Linked DNA regions of Pan troglodytes: region 1 is linked to region 2. The links are chromatin contacts, called in public Hi-C maps. All regions are on one chromosome and are shown on one strand. Each heading gives the region's core, a stretch centred on a gene start, on an enhancer-like site or on the middle of the called end of the contact. The rest is flanking DNA. Distances are from core to core; before and after follow the strand shown. Region 1 holds the start of N4BP2 (NEDD4 binding protein 2). Region 2 overlaps LIAS (lipoic acid synthetase).

Region 1 (7,129 bases), core at 2,095-4,594, 590 kb after region 2:
TTTTTTTTTACAAAAATCCAAGACATTTCCCAAAATATAAACTTTTTTTTTTTTTTTTTTTTTGAGACGGTGTCTGGCTCTGTCGCCCAGGCTGGAGTGCAGTGACACAATCTTGGCTCACTGCAAGCTCCACCTCCCGGATTCACACCATTCTCCTGCCTCAGCCTCCCGAGTAGCTGGGACTACAGGCGCCCGCCACCACGCCCAGCTAATTTTTTGTATTTTTAGTAGAGACGGGGTTTCACCGTGTTAGCCAGGATGGTCTCCATCACCTGACCTCGTGATCCACCTGCCTCGGCCTCCCAAAGTGCTGGGATTACAGGCGTGAGCCACCGCGCCCGGCCCAAAATATAAACTTTAGTCTTTCCTTAAAGGTAAGTTTTTAATCTAAAATGCCAGGATTCATTTTAACGTATTAAGTAGTAGACATTTTACCATTCCTCAGATTTATCTGGCATTTTAGATATATTGTCACATAATTCTAACAAGACCAATTGTAATAAAACCAACTGGAAGACTGAAGAGAATGTGAGCAAGTGTGGCACCCACAAGATAGTCAATATTTCTTTTTTTGAGATGGAGTCTTGCTCTGTTGCCCAGGCTGGAGTGCAGTGCCGCAATCTCGGCCCACTGCAACCTCAGCCTCCCCAGTTCAAGCGATTCTCTTGCCTCAGCCTCCCGAGTAGCTGGGACCATAGGTGTATGCCACCACGCCCAGCTACTTTTTGTATTTTTAGTAGAGACAGGGTTTCACTATATTGGCCAGGATGGTCTCAATTTCCTGATCTCGTGATCCCATCCACCTGCCTCGGCCTCCCAAAGTGCTGGGATTACAGGCGTGAGCCACTGTGCCAGGCCCTATTCTTAAATGTCTTCTTTGAAATTTAAAGAGACACGGCCCGGTGTGGTGGCTCACGCCTTTAATTCCAGCACTTTGAGAGGCCGAGGTGGGAGGCTCACCTGAGGTCAGGAGTTAGAGGTCAGCCTGGACAACACAGAGAAACCCTTCCTCTATTAAAAATATAAAAATTGGCCGGGTTTGGTGGCAGACGCCTGCAATTCCAGCTATTCGGGGGGCTGAGGCACGAGAATCACTTGAACTCGGGAGGCGTTAAGTTGAAGTGAGCTGAGACTGTGCCACTGCACTCCAGCATGGGCAACAGAGCAACTCTAGTCACCGCACCCCCCCCCAGCCCCCCAAAAAAAAGAAATTTAAAGGGACATGAATTTCAATGAGAACTAGCATGATAACCAAAACCTTTATCCCAGATACTAATCTAATGCTGATTGATGCTTCACCCTTTAAAAGACGTGTTGTACTTTTCCCATTGGCTTAGAATTTGAACCAATAAGAAAGGAGGAAATCTTTATAAATATTCACAACCGAAGGCTGATACTGCGAATGTTGAGTGAAGATTGCTTTGTTCTTCATTCCAGTCTCATTTTCAGAACTTTATGGTATTGATGTTCTTCTTATTGCCATAGTAAACAAACTTTAAAAACATTCAGCTTGGGTGTTGTCTTTGTGGCTTGAAATATATTTTCCAATGTTAAGAAGAGTTTATTTCTTATTGTTCTGACTTAAGATTTGATGAATCCTTAACAGATGTTCAAAGGAAAATAATTTAAATGCTAGTTTTTATTATCATGGTGAACATATTTCAAAAACAAAATATTAATTTCCTCGACATCTTTCAAGTTTATAATTACTAGGGTTCTTTCATTTCTAAAGTGGCATATATTACAGTTTTTAGTCTCTTATAATGGTTGTTTAGAGGCAGAGTTAATGTTAGCTTCTCAGCAACAGCTATTTATCTCTTGAGATTCTGGGTTATTACAATTTTTTGTTTTTGAAATTTAATAAATGCATTAAGGGGTTTTTGTATAGTGATTTTTTTTTAAGGATCAACATGAAGTCTGTGATTTAACACTGGGACTCGAGACCTCTAAATACAAAATTCATACAAAAGGAAAAATTCCCCTATTTTTCTATATGGATGGTTTCATCAGAAAATTTATCTTCTTGAGTTCTCTCCTTATATATTACTAGTTTCTTGAAAAAGCACTACAACGTTCTCATTGTGAATAAGTGTTCCAGTTAGACCTAAACGACAAAAACCACTTGCCCCAAATTTACACTCTGTTTAAATTTACACTCTGTTTACAACTGCCATAACAACCAACAATGTATCTTCGATGCAAAGGGACACTTTGTCATGAGGTTATTTCGCTTCTCTATTCTGGGAAAAACCACTGCACGTGGAATGAAAAGTAATTGCAAAGGGAGGGGACGGAGGAAGTAAAAAACAGGCAAAACCACCACCACTACCATCACCACCACCACCACCAACCAGAAAGCAAAGGTGAAAAATTTGCGTACCCTGAAAACACTAAACATTTCACATCAGAACCCAGAACAAATAAACCAGGGAAAGCAGAGTTGAGAGAAAAAAAATGGTGCAGGCTTGGGGACGGACTCATACTACAGCGGTTCCAAGAGGGAAGAGTACGTCTTTGCTTTTTCTTGGCACCCGAAAACTCAAGCTCGAACTGGGGGCAAAGGCCAGCGGCTGCGGTTCCACCGGCTAAGGCGCACACATTCCCCGAGCTCAGACCGCACGCTGGCAGGGCCGATGGGGCTGGGCGGCCTCCCTCCACCCCGTGGCAGTCGCCTACCCCTTTGTCTCCCCGTGGGGCTCCGAGGCCGCGCGCCTGGAAGCCCCCCGCGGGAGGGCCGCGCGCGAGAAGGCGGGTTCCCGTGCCCGCCGCAGCGGCCACGGCCCTAGTCAGGCAATGCCGAGGCCGGTCGCTCGCCTCGCCGTCCCTCCCAACTTGCAGCCTGGACCCCGCGCGCGTCAGGGCTCGTCCCAGCTCTGCTTTCCTCTCTCCCCTCACCCCGCGAGGCCGACCTTGTGTTTGTTTTGTTTTTTGGGGCTCGGGAGAGTGCCGAGGGCTAGAAACAGCTGTGGTTTACCGCGCCGCTTATTTTGGCAAAAATTCCGGGCCTGTTGCAATGTTCCCCAGCGCCAAACAGCTCCCGCCTTCCCCCCCGGCAGAACCCGACACTCGAAGAAGGGCTTGCTCCTCCAGGGACCCCCTGATAAGAAAAGTGGGGACCACGGCCCGCTCTCGGGCGAGCCTTGGGGGGTGGGCGACCGGAAGCAGCCGAACCGGCCGGGCAGGGCTTGCTCTCCAAAGGGAGAGCGGGAGCGGGAGAGGTGGGAGCGCCCGCGGGCTCAAGTCCCCCGGGCCGCCGCGCCGAGGCGGAGCTCAGGGACGAAGCAGAGGTCGTGGCGGACAGCCGGCGGGCTTGGGGGGGGCGCGGTGGGCGGCGATCCACCTGGGCGACGTGGCAGCCATTGCCGGCGCCTCGAGACCCCTCCCCACCCGGCCGCCCACCCGCCCTCTCGCGGCGGGCTTCTGCGCGGCTGCTCTTCCCCGGCCGGACGGAGAGCGGCAGTGTCTCCCCGCCGGGCGCGCTCGCCGTGTCTCCCCCGCGGCCGCAGCTGCTTGCTAGCCCTGCGCGGCGCGGGAGAGCGCAGTGGCGCCGGCGGGAAAGGGCTGCGGACCTGCGGCGCCGCGTTGTGCGTTCGACGACGCGGCACCGGCTTCGACGCCCTCTGCCCGCTCCAGAAGCAGGTAAAGGCGGCGGGTGGGAGGCAGGGAGGCGGGTCCAAGGTGAGGGCCCTGGAGGTTAGGGGTCCCGGGGCTCCGAGCCGAAGCGGAGGGCCTGAAGCAGCGGCGGGCGGCGCGGCGAGTGAACCCCCAAGCCCTGAATGTGGGGCCCGGCGCGGGCCGCCTCCGAACTGACCCGCGGGCCCGGCTGCCCGGACGGAAGGGAAGTGAGGCGTCGGCGAGAGGCGGGCCCTGGCGCTCAGCCCGAGGCCGGGCGAAGGCGGGGGCCGCGGCCGCTTCCTTGGCCTCCGAGTGCCTGGCGGGCCTCCAGGCCCCAGACACACCCCTCTCGACCCCCCGAGGTTTCCTCCCAGATCTGTTCCCGCCAGGACCTGACCTTGCGCCCCTCCAGGCGCCTTAGGTGTTTGCCAGGCGGAGCCTTCTGGGAACTTCAGGCCACCTTCCTGAGCACATAGTCCTAGCAGAGCCGTTTATTTACTCAGTTCAAGTCCAGACACACAGCCACTCACACGTTCGGATTTTGGAGACTGCGGGGAGACTTTCCCCTCCCCGGCATTTGTGTGTCTTTGGCCCTCGTCCCGCCTCCCCTGCCCCCATCTGCAACTTTGTCCCTCAATGGGACCCTTCTAGAGCCCCTCTCTCATCGGGACTCTCTCTAAGCCGTCCGTTTGGAAATTCATCCTCAATAGAGTGAGTCATCTTAGCGGGGGCACAGTTTATCTCTCATGCGCTTTTGGTTAAAATAGTTTTTTTTTTTTCCCTCCGAAAGAGAGCTAGAGTAATAGAATGTAGATGACAGGTCAGTGTCAGTGTTGGCTTCAAAGGCTCTTCCTTTCGGCGGCAGTCTTTGTAACTAGGATCTGATATTTGTGGCACGGACAGGTTTGTACACATTCTCGCCATGCAGTGGTTGTAATGTCTCCATGGCACAGTTCTGGCTTGAAGGCAGGATTGGCTGCTTTTTCTACTCGACATCTTTGAGCCAATCAGCAAGGGCTGCTTGCCTGGAGACTGGTTAACTCAGTAAAGGTGGCCATTGGTTGAGCTCCTAGAAGAAAATCCTGGAGATGAACCTAGCCTCTCAGAAAACAATGACTGATTTGCAGCTGTATTAAAAAAATGTTTTCTTTTAATCCCAACATCAGCCTTTTCACTCCGTTTTTATTACTTCCAGTGTTTTTCTTTCAAACACCAGCTGTCTTTTGTAACTCGTTTTAACTCTCATCCTTTAATTTTAACTAAAAGACGCGCTTTAGGAAATGTAAACATCGTGCGTTCTCTGTTTTGATAAACGTGGTTCCATCTGCCTTTCTAACATTGTTTACTGCTAAAGGTCAGAAATAAACAGTTTTGAGTTTCGCTGCCAGGACCTTTTATTATTTAAGTGCCGTGCTAGGATGGGGGGTAGGAGCGAGGGGCTGTAGTGGTGGACATGGTGGGAAGAATAGGAAATAAATGGCTGCTCTTTTGCAAGGAGGCTACAATTTAGTTAATGAAAAAAGGCTAACCTGTAAAACAATAAAGAATAAAGCAGTTGAAATCAGCACGCAGTACGTACGAATGCCAGTTTGTGTACTTGTTGACTTTAGTTAATTTGAAGGGGAGATAGAAGTACTGTATTTCATAGAAAAAGTGGGCTTAAGTTATGGTAGAGGCATGTTTTTTCCTTCATTAAAGTATATTAAAGTAGGCATAGTATCTTGTATGTACACAGTAGAAGCTAAATATTATCACTGTAGTTGCATGGTTTTTTTTTTTTGGAATTTATTTTAAATCTAAATACTGTTACATAGTTGCATCTTATTTATTTATTTTTTTGAGACAAGGTCTGGCCATATCGCCAAGGCTGGAGTGCAGTGGCACTATCTCAGCTCACTGCAACGTCTGCCTCCTGGGCTCAAGCCATCCTCCCACCTCGTCCCCTAGAGTAGCTGGGACTAGAGGCGAAAGCCACTACGCCCGGCTAATTTTTGTATTTTTTGTAGAGAGGAGGTTTCGCCATGTTGCCCAGGCTGGTCTCAAACCCCTGAGCTCAAGCAATCCACCTGCCTCCGCCTCCCAAAGTGCTGGGATTACAGGAGTGACCACCACGCCCGCCCGGCCGTTTTAAAACGCTGATTATTTTCCTTTGAAAATCTCCCTTTTCATCATGATTAGCCATGATTATGCATGTTTTTTGATATGCAAAGCAGCAACCATTTATTAGTTAATGAATTTCAGAAAAATAGCTACCTACCTTCTTTGCTTTCCTTTCAGCTTTTTATATGCAAAATCATATTGTAAGCCTTGGGAAGAATCAGTTGTCTATTAAATGCCTTTAGAAGTAGTTTATGTTAGGAATTTAAGAAGAGATTGAGCATTTTTTATGTATGTATGTATGTATGTATTTTGAGACAGAGCCTCACTCCGTCGCCCAGCCTGGAGTGCAGTGGCGCTATCTTGTCTCAGCCTCTGGAGTAGCTGGGATTACAGGTGCTCAACACCACACCTGGCTAACTTCTGTATTTTTAGTAGGGATGGGTTTTTGCCATGTTGGTGAGGCTGGTCTGTAACTCCTGGCCTCAAGTGATCCGCCCGCCTTGGCCTCCCAAAGTGCTAGGATTACAGACATGAGCCACCCTGCCTGGCCTTAGATTGAACACTTTTTTGATACCTACCTTGCCTGATAATGAGTAAGCATACATCAAGCCATGTATCATTATCAACCTCATTGCCCTCGTCCTCATAGTAATGAAGTGGCTTATGTGTATGTACACACACATGCACACCAGGTGCTGTTTTAAGCACTTTGCTATGTGATTGTATTTAATTCTTACAACTCTGAGATTTGCAGTATTCTTACAGGGGAGGAGACAGAGACTGAGAAGTATTAAGAAAGTTGCTGAAAGTTACCCAACTAGTGTGTGGGAGTGTTATGTATGTATCAGGTAGGTTTCAGTCAAACTTAGATCTTTGTGACCCAAAACTTTATTCTTTTTTTTTTTTTTTCTTTTTTTAAAGAGACAGGGCCTCACTATGTTGCTCAGGCTGCTCTTGAACTCCTGAGCTCAAGCAGTCCTCCTGCCTCAGCCTCTCAAGGCGCTGAGATTACAGGCGTGAGCCACTGTGCCTGCGCCTTGGGAAGAGTATTTTACTTTCTTACCTATCTCAGCATTGCCCTCCAGAAATTATTTTATTAGAACTGTACATCTAGATTGTGGTTAATCAATTCTATCTGAGCTCTCATACTTCATTTATTTTTTTTGAGATGGAGTCTCGCTGTGTTGCCCAGGCTGGAGTGTGATGGTGCCATCTTGGCTCACTGCAACCTCTGCCTCCCGGGTTCAAGCAATTCTCCTGCCTCAGCCTCCCAAGTAGCTAGGATTACAGGTGCACACGATCACGCCCGGCTAATGTTTTTATTTTGAGTAGTGACGGGGTTACACCTTGTTGGTCAGGCTGGTCGTGAACTCCTGACCTCAGGTGATCCACCCACCTTGCCCTCCCAAAGTGC
Region 2 (7,833 bases), core at 4,758-7,257:
GGTGTTCCATTTCCTTTTGCATACAGGTATGTGAGGAAGCTCGATGTCCCAATATTGGAGAGTGTTGGGGAGGTGGAGAATATGCCACCGCCACAGCCACGATCATGGTAGGGCCAGCCTCAACCTCTATGGCTTTAGTCTAGAAACTGAAAGGGACTATTTTGTGTCTTCCTCCTAAAAATGTGCATTATGAATCTCTGGTCAGATTTTTCATTACATTTGCATTTATGAAAAATATTAAGAAAAAACCTGATGGAATAATCCAACCTGTTGTGATCTCACCCTTCTCTGAATAAATCTATTATTGGTTCTTTCATTTATGTGATAGTTAATCACGTGCTGCCTTGAGATACCTCTCCTATCAATGTTTGGAAACATTATTCATGATTGCTTAGCTTTTTATGTGTTTTCTGTTTAATATATTCAACAAGAAGGAGCTGTGCTTTCTGTTTTTACATCCATAGAGACCTGTACATTGATCTGTCATATATTTTATGTCTTTTAAAATCATCTTTTTTTATTATTGAATAGATATAAAAGTATCTTCATAGGCCGGGTGCAGTGGCTCATGCCTGTAATCTCAGCATTTTGGGAGGCCAAGGCAGGCAGATCATTTGAACCTGGGAGTTCGAGACCAGCTGGGCAACATGGTAAAACCTTGTCCATACAAAAAAAAAGTTTTTAAAAATTAGCTGGGCATGGTGGCACTTGCCTGTATACCCAACTTCTGAGGAGGCTGAGGTGGGAGGATCACTTGAGCCCAACAGGTTGAGGCTGCAGTAAGACATGATCATGCCACTGCATCCCAGCCTAGACTACAGAGCAAGACCCTGTTTCAAAAAAAAAAAAAAAAAAAAAAGGATCTTATAAACTGTGTAAGTTATAAAGAATAACACAACAGACACCCTCATACCTCCAGTTTGAGATTAAAACATTAGCATTATCTTTGAATACCCCTCTGTACCCCCTAAACTGTATATTAGAATCCCATTTTTCAGTTGTGTTTCTATTTTGTTTTAAGAAATGGGGGTCTCTGTCACCCAGGCTGGAGTGCAGTGGCACAGTCATAGCTCACTGCAGCCTCGAACTCCTAGGCTCAAGTAATCCTCCTATCTCAGCCTCCCTAAATACCTGAGGCTACAGGTACATGCCACTACACCAGCTAATTTTTAGAGACAGGGTCTCACCGTGTTGCCCATGCTGGTCTCAAACTCTTAACAATCCTCTCACCTCAGCTTCCAGAGTAGCTGGGATTATAGGAGCAAGCCACTGCACCCTGCTTTGTTTTTAAATTTAAATTTTGTGTCCTTTCCTGATCCCATCCCCTTTCCCCTGAACACTATTCTTATTGCTGAGTTTATTATTTCCCTTTTTAGTTTTATCACATATATTTGTGTTCCTTGACTATCATTTAGTTTTGAATGTTTCAAATTTCTTAGAACCAAACTGTATGCATTCTTTGCAACTTGCTTTATTCTCTCAACATTATGTCCTTAAGGGTCATCTGTCTATTTCATTTAAATTGTAACATTTCTATTCTAGTTGATGGGTGACACATGTACAAGAGGTTGCAGATTTTGTTCTGTTAAGACTGCAAGAAATCCTCCTCCACTGGATGCCAGTGAGCCCTACAATACTGCAAAGGCAATTGCAGAATGGGGTCTGGATTATGTTGTCCTGACATCTGTGGATCGAGATGGTTAGTGTGTCATCATGGCCTCTACCAGAAACTGGCTCTAAATGATGACATCATCCTGAGCAGTGGATTCTTTTGTTTCTAGATATGCCTGATGGGGGAGCTGAACACATTGCAAAGACCGTATCATATTTAAAGGAAAGGTACTTATTTTTGCATTTGTGTAATTTAAGGACCTTTTTGGACCCATATGAGTTAAGTTTAAGTTCATTACCTTGAAGCAGGGATTATTCACTTTTTGAGGAGTTTCATAGTTTTCTGATAATTCACTGGAAATTATGTACACATTTCTTTGGAAAAAGCATATTTGTATGTACAGATACATATTTGCAGAGAATTTTAGGGGCTCAGTGACATGAACTTACCCATAGACCTTTAGCCCATAGAATCCCTCCCTCATATTAGAGCATTAGTCTAAACTTTGAATAATTTTCTTTAAAAAGTATAAACCTGGTCTTCTTAGTAATGATTTTTTTTTTTTTTTTTTTGAGATGGAGTCTCGCTCTTTTGCCCAGGCTAGAGTGCATGGCACCATCTCACTGCAACCTCTGCCTCCCAGTTCAAGCATTTATCCTGCCTCAGCCTCCCGAGTAGCTGGGATTAGAGGCCCACGCCACCACGCTCAGCTCATTTTTGTACTTTTAGTAGAGATAGGGTTTGACCATGTTGGCCAGGATGGTCTCAAACTCCTGACCTCAATTGATCCACCCACCTGAGCCTACCAAAGTGCGGGACTACAGGCCTGAGCCATCGCGCCCGGCCTGTTTTTTTGGGTTTGTTTTGTTTTTTCTTTTAAGAGACAGTCTTGCTTTGTCATCTAGGCTGGAGTGCAGCGGCCTGATGATCATAGCTCACTGCAGCCTCAAACTTCTGGGCTCAAGCAATCCTTCTGCCTCAGCCTCCCAAGTAGCTGGGACTACAGGTACACTACCACGCTTGGCTAATGTTTTTACATTTTTTTTAAGAGACGGAATCTTGCTATGTTCCCCAGGCTGGTCTCAAACTCCTGACCTCAACCAATACTCCTGCCTCGCCCTCCCAAAGTGCTGAGATTATTCTAATTTTCTACAGCTCAGTACTAGTTTGGCACCTAAGCGCACTTAGTAAATTTTTTAAATGATTCCCTAGTATTTTCTATTTTCTATTTACTATAGTTCATTTTTGAAAAATCTGTTTGCAATCCACTAGGTTTATTTTACAAGCTTCAGTGGGTCTCAGCTTTCAGTTTAAAAAAGCAATAGAACCAAGCACAGTGGTTCACGCCTGTAGTTCTAGCACTTTGGGAGGCCAAAGCAGGAAGATTGCTTGAGGACAGGCATTCAAGACCAGCCTGGGCAACATAGGGAGATGCTGTCTCTACAAAAAATAAAAAAATAAAAAAAAAAATAGCTGGATGTGGTAGCATGTGCCCATAGTCCTACCTGCTTGGGAGGCTGAGGCAGAAGGATTGCGTGAGCCCAGGAGTTCAAAGTTACAGTGAGCTATGATGCACTGGGCAACAGAGCAAGACCCTGTTTTTATTAAAAAATATATATATATAGGATATGTTCTTTGAACATCTCTTATATTCATGATAAGGGTGTACATGTGGTCTTTTCTACATCTGTTCTTTCAGGGAACAACTCCAGACACTTTGCCAGTGGGTTTGTGAAAAAATGTGTCAGCTGTTTCAGTCGTTTTTGCTGGTGTCAAAGGGAACAGCTCTGTGACCCAGTTCACATTATAATACTTGGATGAATAGATATAGCCACAATATAAATAGGAAGATTAATGTTTAGCTCGTACTTCGTTTAACAAAGCTCATGACTCAGCAACCCAGAAAATAGTTTTTAAAACCCGTAGCACTTGTGAAATATTTGCCTAGAGGAAGGGAGGAGAGCATGATTTGATGACTTTTTAAAGAAATCAAAATTAAAGCAATCAAATAATACTCACATTTATATAAGAAATACTTCAATTTACTTTCCAATGAGTAAAATTTTATATTTAATGTTTTAATATTTCATATTTTAGTTTCTTAAAATTATTTACTTTTTCTAAAACCTATTCAAATTAGGTTTAAAAGTCTACTATATATAATTTGAAATTTTATTCAGTTTGCCTACAGGTGTGTTTTAACCACTGTGTACATAGTATTTAATGGTCTGCTTTTTTTTTTTAATAATGGTTCATGTATGAACATCTGTATGTTCATACTTTTCTTGACAAAGTTCTAAAGGTTACTGTGTTGAAGCATACTGAACGATTACTGATAATTTCTATTTTGAGGAACAGGTATGTCAGTTCTTTCTCTCTGTTTGATTATTCTCTCTTTTCCCCTTAGGAATCCAAAAATCCTTGTGGAATGTCTTACTCCTGATTTTCGAGGTGATCTCAAAGCAATAGAAAAAGTTGCTCTGTCAGGATTAGATGTGTATGCACATAATGTAGAAACAGTCCCGGAATTACAGAGGTGAATACGTGTACAAAGTAATGTTGGGAAGTTAGGTGGGTCAAAATATGCCATATATTCTTACCTTTTCCAGGGCTGAACTTTGCCATTGACTTTTACAAAGTAAATTCTATTCTTTTTTGTTTTTTAGGCAAACTCAATCTATGTCTGTTACATAAAAATCAGAAAATATCACCAACAAAAACAGCATAAATATCACCCATAATAGTATTTCCACCCAGCAATATCAGTTACTAACACCTTAGTGTTTATATTATAAACACTATATTTATACTACATATTTGTATTTTTATATTTATAATATACTTAATTTTTATATTACAAACATTAAGATGTTAGTAACTCATATTACTAAGTTACTGTGTGTGTTTTAATACCCACAAATAATGAACATCTTTTTTTCTGTTGTTTTAAAATAATATCATACTGCAAATTTCAATAAGTTGTTTGTTTCCCCCTCCCCACAAATAAAGTTTTCAAAGGAGGGAAAAAATTACACTAGAGCAATTGCTTTGGTTGTAATTCTAAAGAAAAGACTTCAAAAATATATTTGGCTGGATGCTGTGGCTCACACCTGTAATCTCAGCACTTTGGGAGGCAGAGGCAGGCAGATTACCTGAGGTTGGGAGTTCGAGACCAGCCTGACCAACATGGAGAAACCCCGTCTCTACTAAAAATACAAGATAGCAAGGCGTGGTGGCACATGCCTGTAATCCCAGCTACTCGGTAGGCTGAAGCAGGAGAAGAATCACTTGAACTCGGGAGGCGGAGGTTGCAGTGAGGTGAGATTGCACCATTGCACTCCAGCTTGGGCAAGAAGAGCGAAACTCCATCTAGAAAGAAAGAGAAAGGAAAAAAATATATATATATATTTTTTATATTATATATATTCATATTTTTATATATATATATATATTCAGCACTAATATGTGTAATAAATGATACAGAAGAAAAACTCGTGGCTCACGCCTATAATCCTAGCACTTTGGGAGGCTGAGGCAGGCGGATTACCTGAGGTTGGGAGTTCAAGACCAGTCTGGCCAACATGATGAAACCCCATCTCTACTAAATATACAAAAAATTAGCTAGGTGCAGACCTGTAATTCCAGCTACTCTGGAGGCTGAGGCAGGAGAATTGCTTGAACCCGGGAGGCGAAGGTTGCGGTGAGCCGAGATAGTGCCACTGTACTCCATCCTGGGCGACAGCAAAACTTTGTCTCAAAAAAAAAAAAAAGAAAAAAACTCATATCATTCAGATGTACTTTTTTAAAAAAGTAGACACTATGCTTTCTTATTCCTAATAATTTCAGTAATTAAGACTAATCATTGGCAAGTAACACTCATGTAAGAAAAAAAGTAAGGATTGTTATCCACATCCATTCAAATTTTAGAAAAATGAACATTTTAAGCTTCGGGCAAGAGTAATATCATTTTTTTCTTTAATTTTAGCACTTAGCAGTGATTTTATTAGCTTCTACATATGATCTGTGTCATAGAGCCTGAAAGAAGTTACAGTAAACAATAACCACCATTTTCACTAAATCATAAACAGTAGAGACCATAACTTAATTTCAGTGGAGAAATTCTGTTAAAAAGTGATTTCTATAATGTCAGTTTCAGTTATTTTTAAATTCATAAATTTGTTTCTTCTCTTTCCTGTTAACTAGTCTCTAATGAAAAACAATTACAGAAAATAAAGCTGCATTAGAATTGAAATGAAATCCAGTTTAACATCAGAAGCTTTCTGGCCTTTTGGCTTAAAGGATAAGTCATTTAAGCCATGGTGGTTTGGCCATTGTTGAAGTCTAGGACACAGCCTGTTCCAACCTCATCATGATACCACCACCAGTGGGTGCCAGTTTCCCTGGTTTCACTTAAAAACATGATCCTTTCCAGTGAAAATTCCAGAATCATGCATTTCTTTACCTAATATGTGGTAGTGTTGTATACTTACCAGCAGAGGGCAGCTTAGTCTTCAGAAAAGAAATGAACTTGAAAGTTTCAACCCTCTGACATGTGGGTTCAGCTTATTTTTTTCTTTGTTCAGTATGGAGACTCTCTTACTTCTGCTTTTTTTCTTTTCTCTTCTAATTTTTCGCTTCAGAATTCTGGTTTCTCAATGCATAAACTGAAGTAATTTCTTCCATTCTACTTTTCTCTGCCCCAGGCTTGAGATAGAACTAGGGAGCCCAGTGAGGCCTTTTGTTTCCTAAATTAACAGTTAGGCATCTGTGCATAAATGCTACCTTTGAACTATGTGATTTAAGATAATGTGCAGAATGTACTTCTCTGGTCTTTCAGGTTGCTTGCATAACTATGTACTTGGTTGAACTTGTAATTCTTGCTGACAACAGTCCTGCTGTTTTCCAGTAAGGTTCGTGATCCTCGGGCCAATTTTGATCAGTCCCTACGTGTACTGAAACATGCCAAGAAGGTTCAGCCTGATGTTATTTCTAAAACATCTATAATGTTGGGTTTAGGCGAGAATGATGAGCAAGTATATGCAACAATGAAAGGTAAAGAAATTGAAAAATGAAAAATCTTTCCCATGTAATTTGAGTAATAGCAGGAACCCACTCACTTTGAAGGCCCTTCTAAAAACAAAGAAAAGTATATGGTTATAGATGGCAGCATGAAAAGGAAACCAACTTGCACATGCACCCTCAAATCTAAAATACAAGTTAAAAAAAAAAAGAAGCAAAGGAAATAAATTTTCTTGGAATTTCATGGAGTGATATGCATGACGCTCAGGATACAAAATTTATATCCCATTTTATTCCCCATCCTTGCATCCACTGAAAGCATGATTTCATCCACTTTTCTCATTCTATCATTGGACACTTTTGGAGAGCCAGCCTGGTACCAGGCACTGACAGTTCATAGATCAATGAGACTAATCCAGGCCTCTGAGAAAGAGCTTACTTGTAGCATTGTCACATAACATGGTGTGCTTTGGACTTTGCTGAACTTTAGTCCCGTAAGTCCATTTGCTTTGTGATTCTTGGACTTTTTAAACTTTGGAATTTCAAAGTTTTAATTTTAGCTGAGGACCCTTGGACTACTTGTAGTTATTTAGTGGTTCAAAGAGTAATAAGTTCATATAGTAATCAAGACCTGCTGTTTACCACATTGCACACAGTTTATTAGAAAGATTCTGATATGTCATAGTTTAAATCACAGCCCCCATAGCATATCTTGTGCATTGAGTAAAAGCCTAATGCAACATATTTGCTCTATAATATAGGTGCATTGAGGTTTTTGCATATACCATTTCCCATACCTTTTCTACCAAACAGACTCCTACTCTAAAATACCCTCCACTACTATTTTAGCATTGATTCCATAGTATTAGAAGTATTTATCCTTGTATGTATCAGCCCTACATGACTGTCTTAATTATCATTGTTTTCAGTCCTTACCACAGTCCCTGGCACATAATACTTTTGAATGAATAGATGTTGTCTTATTCCCCAACATGAAGATTATGGACTGTCATAAAGTTCACACCGTTTTTAAATATTCCTTAGGAAAATTATGCTTAGATCTACAATTAAAGTATTTGCTAATGTAATTTGTGCTTTTCTTCCTACAGCACTTCGTGAGGCAGATGTAGACTGCTTGACTTTAGGACAATATATGCAGCCAACAAGGCGTCACCTTAAGGTACACGTATCTTGATTTGCTT

Evidence for each region. Hi-C and Micro-C count contacts between places; a contact is called where the count stands out from the background.
Region 1: a contact with region 2 is called in a Hi-C map of stem cell-derived neural progenitor cells, with 5 times the contacts expected there. The contact joins the promoter of N4BP2 here to the enhancer-like site in region 2. A contact is called at or near these places in 1 of 7 Hi-C or Micro-C datasets (stem cell-derived neural progenitor cells) and 1 of 1 datasets of contacts at active chromatin or transcription factors (stem cell-derived excitatory neurons).

The regions. Positions count from the first base shown.
Region 1 is chr3:40,380,562-40,387,690 of NHGRI_mPanTro3-v2.0_pri, forward strand. It overlaps N4BP2 (NEDD4 binding protein 2), which reads left to right and starts at 3,345. Exons shown (of 16, transcript XM_009447528.5): 1 at 3,345-3,639.
Region 2 is chr3:39,791,949-39,799,781 of NHGRI_mPanTro3-v2.0_pri, forward strand. It overlaps LIAS (lipoic acid synthetase), which reads left to right. Exons shown (of 11, transcript XM_526552.5): 4 at 27-107; 5 at 1,543-1,699; 6 at 1,782-1,839; 7 at 4,020-4,148; 8 at 6,519-6,664; 9 at 7,741-7,811. Among named protein-coding and RNA genes, the nearest start is that of LIAS, 8.4 kb to the left of the region's middle. Within about 2 kb of position 6,008, at least 7 of the 24 cell types and tissues checked have an H3K27ac peak or open chromatin away from gene starts, as enhancers often do. A contact at or near this core is called in stem cell-derived neural progenitor cells, where this site is marked.